3 separate regions of the Rattus norvegicus genome follow, and all the other regions are linked to region 3. A link is a contact called in public Hi-C data. All regions are on one chromosome and are shown on one strand. The core of a region is the stretch at or near the end of the contact, and the rest is flanking DNA. Distances in the headings are between cores, read along the strand shown.

The links. Hi-C and Micro-C count contacts between places; a contact is called where the count stands out from the background.
Region 1: a contact with region 3 is called in a Hi-C map of the A7r5 cell line, with 10 times the contacts expected there. The contact joins two enhancer-like sites. A contact is called at or near these places in 11 of 12 Hi-C or Micro-C datasets (the A7r5 cell line, the Rat2 cell line, Schwann cells and 7 more) and 1 of 1 datasets of contacts at active chromatin or transcription factors (oligodendrocytes).
Region 2: a Hi-C map of the A7r5 cell line shows a contact between it and region 3, with 6 times the contacts expected there. The contact joins the promoter of Col6a3 here to the enhancer-like site in region 3. A contact is called at or near these places in 2 of 12 Hi-C or Micro-C datasets (the A7r5 cell line and Schwann cells).

Annotation. Positions count from the first base shown.
Region 1 is chr9:98,639,031-98,641,730 of GRCr8, forward strand. No RefSeq gene overlaps it. Among named protein-coding and RNA genes, the nearest start is that of Cops8, 15 kb to the right of the region's middle. Within about 2 kb of position 1,346, at least 8 of the 93 cell types and tissues checked have an H3K27ac peak or open chromatin away from gene starts, as enhancers often do. A contact at or near this core is called in the A7r5 cell line, where this site is marked.
Region 2 is chr9:98,885,673-98,888,372 of GRCr8, forward strand. It overlaps Col6a3 (collagen type VI alpha 3 chain), which reads right to left and starts at 1,286. Exons shown (of 44, transcript NM_001427497.1): 1 at 1,101-1,286.
Region 3 is chr9:98,101,101-98,103,800 of GRCr8, forward strand. It overlaps Iqca1 (IQ motif containing with AAA domain 1), which reads right to left. Exons shown (of 19, transcript XM_017596905.3): 14 at 1,417-1,524. All of the region lies in intron 6 of LOC102554789 (a long non-coding RNA gene), which reads left to right. Among named protein-coding and RNA genes, the nearest start is that of Asb18, 59 kb to the left of the region's middle. Within about 2 kb of position 1,356, at least 5 of the 93 cell types and tissues checked have an H3K27ac peak or open chromatin away from gene starts, as enhancers often do. A contact at or near this core is called in the A7r5 cell line, where this site is marked.

The DNA.
Region 1 (2,700 bases), core at 96-2,595, 540 kb after region 3:
TGTAAAACATTTAGGAACATGAACAATTTAGTTCTCTAACTACATAACGGTTTGGCAATGAAACAAAGCCTCACGTCTGAGACCAGTTCTGTGGCACGTGCTAAAATGTGGTCCTGATCCCACAGCCGTGGGGACACAGAGGACAGTTCAGGACTGAGATAAAACAAGAGCAGAGGTCATGCTCAGAGCTGGGCCTCTGCAGTCCTGTAGGTCCCGCTGGCTCTGATGCCTGGTGATGCAAGGTGATGCCTGGGTGTCTCTGACCTCTCACACTTTGTCCTACCCAAGACCACCTGCCCCTCAGGTCCTGTGTGGTGTCCTTGAAGCCCTGTGGTGAAAGGCAGACTCATAGGTAAGGCTGGGGACTCGCTGCACAGTTCTGCTTTGTTCACTGAGGTGAGAGACCAGTGTGGTGTTAGTGTGAGGTGGGCCCAGGTCTTCAGAGCAGATCCTCTCAGCTCCATGGACTGTGGAGCCAAGTAGCTCAGACATAGACTCTGACCGTGTCAGAGGTGCTCAGTGTGGGGAAGTTAGGGATACACTCACGGGAATGGTAGCCTCACAAAGGTAGTCCTCCCCAGAGACACCACGTAGGTCTCAAGGAAGAACCTGGCCACAAGAATTAGGGGACCCTGTGGGAGTGTCTGAGACACACCAGAAGTTAGTATTTCAAGATGAGACAAACTCCCAAACCCAAAGGACACTCACTCCACAGGCTAACAGGAGGAAACAGTAACACTGTGCTGTTTAAATGAGTTTCCAGAAGATGTTTCCAACCATCAGGTCTGAATTCCTTCCGGGCTACATGCGTCTCCCAAGTGCACTGTTTTTCCTCCCTGCTGTGTCCTCAGGGCCACACACTAGACCCTGGAAAGTCTCTGTGGTTCTTATTGTCTGAAGCCTTGGTACGTGTCTTGGTGGGACAATCAGGGACCATGGACGGGGAGGTGGCCAGCAGCATAAGCAGCAAGTGTATAGAAAGGGGGGAACTTTTGCATGAAACTCAACCCCTCCATGGGCCTGTAGTTTGAGGACTAGAACAAAGTCACAGGATGACTTGAGGTACCACAGCCTGGCTCTTACCCTCTTCTAGTGCCCTGTGTGCATGTGCACATGTATTAGTATGAGAGGATGCGTCTGAGTGCATAAGTGTGTATATACACATGTATCTGTGTCTGTACACACTCCCAGACTGAAGGTCACTCCTAAAGATGACAACTCTTCAGCCTCAGCTGAACTAGGAATCGTACCAATCAAATTTTAGGGGGAGTCTAACCGCCTTTGTCTGCCTTGCTTTTGCAAATCCAGAACTAGTCTTTCCTTGACTGATCTGTGCCTGGTCAGAGACTTTGTGATGAGCGCCACCTTGTGGTACCTTTCATATTTCCCAGGAGCAGGAAGTAATGGTCTGAGGCTGGTAGTAAAACCCATTACCAAACTCCAGCTCTTCAGCCTCTCCTCTCCTGGCCTCTCACACTTGCATACTCATGTTAAACCCACCCTATTCTGCCATCCCCACCTTAGAGCCCAGGCCCATCCCAGAGCCACCCCAGTTCCCAAGCAAAGCTGTTATAAGAGTTTACAGACAACATCTCAAACTGTAAGCTGAAATAAACCTTTTTGTCGTGATAATGTTCTCGCCTCCAGTATTTTGTTCTAGCATCAGAAAGCAAACTAAAGCAGAAGAGAAAAGACCTGTGCATCTTGTTTAAAGTGCCTCTGGGAAATCCCAAAAGACTATACAAAAGGTAAAAGTAAGAGGGACTTTACAAAAGGTAAAAAGTAAGAGGATAGTGAGTCCCTATCCTCCTGGGCAATCCACGGAAAAGGATGCTTCAGTCAGTTTCATAGAACACTCCAGACCTATAACGGGAAGGTTTGGGGTTTGAGCTAGAAGCACTATCCAGCCTTCTGCTTGCAGGTGGAGAATGGCTTCATATCGCACCCACCTCCTATATCGCTCTGTCCTGCTGAGCTCCTATTGAAAACAACCAGCTGTGATCTTCCTACTTAAAGCTCTAAGTCACGGGCGTGGGGCAGCATGAAGTGGACCACAGGACAGGAGACAGGACAGAGATGCTTGGAGCGCTGCAGTTTGCTTCTCCTGTCTTATCTCTGCAAGTGTCCTTTACTCCTCTGTCCACAAACTCATGGTAACAGCTTTGCTAGGGAATTAAACCGGGTCCCACAATCCATGGAGCTACACTTTCTCCACAGGTGCCTCCATCCCTCCAACCTCCAGCGCCCTGGGAGCCCAGGTAAGTGTGGTTGCCACAATGACAGGTGGGTATTGCTAATTCTCAAACTCCAGAATTTTACCTTGAAAGTGTTAAGGCAACTTTTAAAATGTTTTCAAATTAAAAACAGAGAGGAAGCTAAGGACAGAGAGAATCTGATTCATCCCATGGCTGTGGGGAACCTGGAGTTGTATCTAGCCCCCTTCCCTGGCTCCTGCCCCCCACACACAGGACACAGTCCCTTCCTACTTTCTATTCTGGTTTGAGCAAGGTATGGTCTCACATAGTCCAGCCTGGCCTTGAACTCACTAAGTAGCCAAGGATGAACTCACTACGTAGCCCAGGATCTTTCTGCCTTTTTTTTTTTTCAAATGTCACACACACACAGCTTAAAAAGACACCCTTTTGAGGCAACATGGAGAAAACATCATATTTTCTTACCTTTTTGCCACAAACAGAGCAG
Region 2 (2,700 bases), core at 36-2,535, 780 kb after region 3:
TCGGGTCCTATGAGTGCCCTTGAAGCTCTGAGACTCTGGGGCTTTCATCTGGAGGCAGCTCTGGTAGGGAGAGAAATGGCCTCTGGGGTGTAATGTGCCCACTTGTGCTCATAACAGCTTGTTCTTGAAGTCCACACCAGTCCCTAAGTTTGCCTGGGTTTGTGTGAAATTCATTTTTCCTTCAGCCTCTCTCCAGTCCTGCGATGAACCCTTCCCGTTGACCCCACCCTTGCATTCATCCCATAGTAGCTTGAAATAGGTCCCCAAGTGGGCTGGCAACTATCCGTGAACTCCCTCCCATCCTCAGTGAGAGAGGGCCTGAACCCCACCCAGCATCCTCATGGCCAGGGAATAGCCCTTGGGCCTCCCAACTTGGCACAGGCCTCCCATCTGGACAACCCAGGGCAGCCCAGTCCTGAGCCTTGCCTTCTCCAGTGGGAAAGTTGCCCTAGTATTGCATTCTGCACGCTTGAGGCCTGAAGTTCCCTTAAGCGTTCCCAAAAGACAGATCTTGCAAGGGTGACTTCAGATTCCTGAAAAGATTAAGCAGCCCTGATGGCCGCAGCTGAGTATCTCCAGCCCAGCCCAGAGACGAGCACCAGGATCTCTCCAAACTCAGAAGATGGCAGTTTGCCTGACCAGCCTCTCCACACTGATGAGTATACCCCTACCTTACCCATGACCCTTGGAGAACCCAAAGAGATGAGATCTCTCTGGAATCCACTCTGCAGGTTGCCCTATGTTCCCATCCTGATGCCTCTGCAAACAAGGCAACCAGTCTGGGGAAAGAGAGACGACTTTCAACCAACCAGCAGGCAGAGAGCGCCACAGTCAGAAGTGCACACGACACAGGCAGGGACACACAGGACACTCCCAGCAGCAGCAAACCTAAACACAACTGAGCAGTCCATGACCTTCAGCAGGTTAAAGAAACCCAGGTCCCACAAAGGAAAGAAAGAGCAGCCGACTCTTCCAGAAACCGAAAATATGTACAGAATACTGACTGACAGGGTGATGGCAAGAGACCCTAGCTCACCTCTGCTTGAAGTATGATTCCTTCGTGCCACAAAGGAAACAAACAAGCAAAACCTCACACTTACCCTGAGCAAACCTGAAGACGTGTGTCCCTGGGCTTCTAAGCTCAATCACAATTCACCAGGATGCATATTTCTCTCTCACGCTCGCTTTCTTCCTACAACCCTCCTCCACCAAAGAGAGGAAGATCCCGGATCGGAGAGCACAGCCTCCTGTTGCAATCCTTGCTGGAAGCTGGAGCCCGGGGAACTGAGCAGCTTTTGGTGAAAAGCTGGACTCCAAACTGGACAGGGTCCAGGGGTACAGTCAGGGCTTCCTCCTGCTCCTCCTCTCGCTCCCGCCTCTCTCTCCCTCCTCCCCTGCCTTCTTCTCCTCCTCCTCTTTCTCCTTCCTTCCTCCAGACCCCTCTTCTCCCCTCCCTGCCGTAGGACGGACCCAAACTGTAAATGAAAACCAGACCTGGGGCTCTGTTGCTTCTGGCCTGCTCTGCAAGCTGATGTCACCTATGAAGGCCGTCTTTTCCCTACAAGCATTTAGTTGGACTCCTGCAAACTCCAACCCTAAGAAAGGGAAGGGGGAAAAAAAGGAAATCAACCATGAGCCAGAAGGAATTATAATTTTCAATCAGAGGTTACTGAGGCAAAACTAAAGTGTGGTAAAGATGAGAACCTCAAGAGCTAGGAAAACAGCTTTAGCCCCGTGGCTCTCAACCTTCCTAATCTGCGACTCTTTAATACATGCTGTGGTGAGCCCAACTGTAAAATCATTCCATCGCCATTTCATACCTGTAATTTTGCTACTGTCATGAATTGTAATGTAAATATCTGATATGTGACGCCTCCCCCCCCCATCGGGGTCACAACCCACAGGTTGAGAACCACTGAAGCCCATAAAATGTTTAATGCCTGAGCGAGAGGACCTGAAGTCTGTCCCCAAAATACATTTTTAAAAAAGCCAGTGTAGAGTCATCTCATCATGGAAAAGGAAGGAAAAAGCAGATCCCTGGGTCTCACTGGTCAGTAAATTTAGTCAAATCAGCGAGTTCCAAAGAAAGGCAGAGAGAAACTATCTCAACAAAGAGGAAGGAAGGAAGGAAGGAAGGAAGGAAGGAAGGAAGGAAGGAAGGAAGGAAGGAAGGGCGGGTGCTGGTAGCTCTTGCAGAGGACCCAGGTTCAGTTCCCAGTGCCCACATGGGAGCTCACAACCACCTAGGTCCAGGGGATCTGACACCCTCATCAGACCTCCAAGACCAGGCATATATGGTACACAGACATAAATGTAGGCAAAACACTCATACACATAAAGTAACGAAATTAAATTTAAATTTAAACTCATTTCCATAGCTATAAAAAGAAATAGTGAATTGACCACTTCTACCCATCACCTTTATGGGCAGGGCCTCTAGCAGGAAAAAGAATGAGTTTTGGAATTTCTCCGTGGGTATCCATGGTTTTCCACCACCATCAGAAAGAAAAACAGGAAATGCAATCTCCCCCCTCCACCCTCACCACACCCTCCCATTTCTTCTTGAAGTTTCTGAACCGAGACCTCGCTTAATAATCTCTCTTTTCAAATATCAAACCCAGCAATTAGCGTCGTCTCCTTGGCTTGCCGCTAACCAGAGCTCTGTTTGCCAGCGCAAAAGGCAAGAGGGCGAGAGTTCTA
Region 3 (2,700 bases), core at 106-2,605:
TCTCCCCTGCCTCTTCCAGGACCTGATGGGAAAGTCCTGGACTTTCTCTTATACCCTGGGCATCAAGGAAGCCTCAGCCCTGGTCCTAGCAACCTAGGATGGGGCTCTGTTTCCCAACCAGGTGTGGAAACGAACCTGTGTGGGCTTCTGCCAGAGGCTGCCACTGAAGTGATCCAAACAATCATTGTCCCCTAAGGCTGTGCCTCATCCCTTTTCTGACAGGACGCCACTTTCCACATGAGGGTTCTCCTATGAATGTGTGTGTTGGGGAGCAAGGGGCAGCTTCAGGAACTGTTGGCAGATGCCAGCGTCTCCCCAGGTTGCATTCACGTGCAGGTGGGGGTGACACGTGAAGTTTACACACCTGGAGGCATACCTGTGCACGTGGCTCATCTGTCCTACTTGTGTCTGCATCCCCAACAGGTGACATAAAACTCTTTCAGGAGAGCCAGCTTTCCAGCTGACTCTGTGGCCAGGAGGGCCTGGCAGCTGCTGATGGGGGGTGTGTGGCGAGGGGTGAGGGTAGAGTGCGGTGGGAGAGTGGGTGGTGGTGTTCTCCATGCAGGGGTGGGGTCCTTTTGAGGCAGAACGGAAAACCATGGGTAGCAGGGATAGCCAGCCAAGGGACCCGCGTAGTGTACACTGAGCAGGAATAGTAGCTCCTTGCGTCTCCTGACTCCCATTATGTTACGATAAGGTGTGAGACTCAATGTATTTTATTAGGCTGGTCCTGCGAGCGTTACACATTGAGTTTGTTGACATTAAATCTTGTGCTCCAATATATTTGCGTGTGATGCAATGTGAAATATAGTGCCTGGACATTTATACTGCCCCCAAATCACATTCACGACTTCTGACGTAATGTCAGGAGAGGCCTTAGAGCTTTCCTGCCAACAGACATAAGTTCTTAAGTCAAAGCGGGAGAGAGTTATCGAAGCAGGCGAAACAAGCTGTAATTTCTAGCTTCAGAGCGGCAAGCAGAGCACTGCCTCTTGTTGGGCTGCCCTCCTGCAGCCACCACCAAACAGAGGGAAGGGAGGGGCTTCGTGCCTCCTGCATCCCTAGGCACAGCCTAGAGCTGTGTCTGAAGGACCGTGATGGAGGGACCGTGGGGGAGATCAGGACCCAGCCACAGAAGGTAGTGTGTGAAGGAAGGCACGCAGCCACCTTAGCTTTCTCAGCTCATTGACTTCAGAGGCCATCTCTCCAGCTGGTTGCTGTAATGTGAGCTAGACCTGGAGATGGCACAGAAGCTCTCTTCCCAGCCTGCCCTTCTCTGCTGGGCCTGTACGGAAGTGAGACAAGGCTTCCCATCCTCAGCTGGGAAGGTGAAAAGCACTTTTGGTGCCAAACAGGAAATACCATCAAAGCCAGAGGGAGGCTGCTGTCCGAGCTTGTGGGAACGCCAGTCCTTACCCAGAGGCAAGATTCCATACAGGGTGATGAGCTGTCTGACGTCCAGGAGGGATGGCATGGGCTCTATGGCAACCTGACGCAGAGTCGTCCCCAGGTAGCTGTACTCACCTAGGGAGGAAGGAAACATGGATGAGTGGATGGGAGACCGTGGTGGTCTGAAAAATGAAAGGCCAGAGAATGCAAACACTACAGGGGAGAGCTACCATTGGTGGGTGTGTCTGTTCTACTCATATTTAACTGTGAACCTGACACAGCCTAGAGTCATTGCAGAGGAACGCCTTGATCAAGGATTGACCTGTTATGACAGTTGGTGTAGGAAGGCTTGGCCCATGGTGGGCGGCGCCATCCCTTGGCAGGTGGTCCTGGCTGTGTAAGAAAGCTAGCCAAGCATGGGTGAGCGAGTGAGCAAAAGCCAGAACAGAGAGCCAGGGAGCAGTGGTTCTTGCTTTGGTTTCCTGCCCTGACTCCGGTCAATGATGAATTGTGACCTGGATGCATAAATCAAATGATCGCTTTCTTCCCCAAGTTGCCTTTGGTCAGAGAGGTGTTTTTTGTCTGTTTGTTTGTTCTTTAAAATCACTGCCACAGAAAGAACCCAGGGCATCTTTTCTTAGAGAAGGTTTGAAGAAAAACCAGGCAAGAAAGCACGGCTATACCAGTTGTGATAAAAGGCAAATTACATGAACTGTTACAATCATCTCCTATGGGGGGAAAATACTGTCTGCCTCGCATGTTCCAGGGGCCTTGGCCTTGTCACTCAGAATCACTTAAAGAGAAAAAGAAAAAAAAATAACCATTGGGCTGTGTGAAGTGAGATGAAGTTCTGAGTGACGTACAAAGAAACTAAAATATTGCAGTTTTTTTTTTCAGACTCTAAAAGATTCCGTCTAACATTGGTGGAAAGTTCCACCATAAATTATTTAAGGTCCATGTGGAATGTGTGCCTGAGCAGTGCAGTGTGAAAGGAAGGGTCTGAGTCTAATTTAGGACAAATAGAAACAGCTCCTGTTGAGGGTAATATTAATTTACATTTTTATCATTTTTAAAGGGTTACCAAAGGAATAATATAGAGATAAATCTCTACAGGTTTAATTAAAGATATCAAAGGGCTTAATTGTAACTAGCCATAAATCTGAAGTGTTATTTTCTAACTCATTTAGATAAGGTCACCAAGAAAATTAGTTTGGCTGTCTCCATTTGTCACAAGGATGGACCTTTATGCACCACGATGACTCCCGTGATCTGTTTCTGAATGCACAGTGAAGATATTCCCAGACGGAGGAG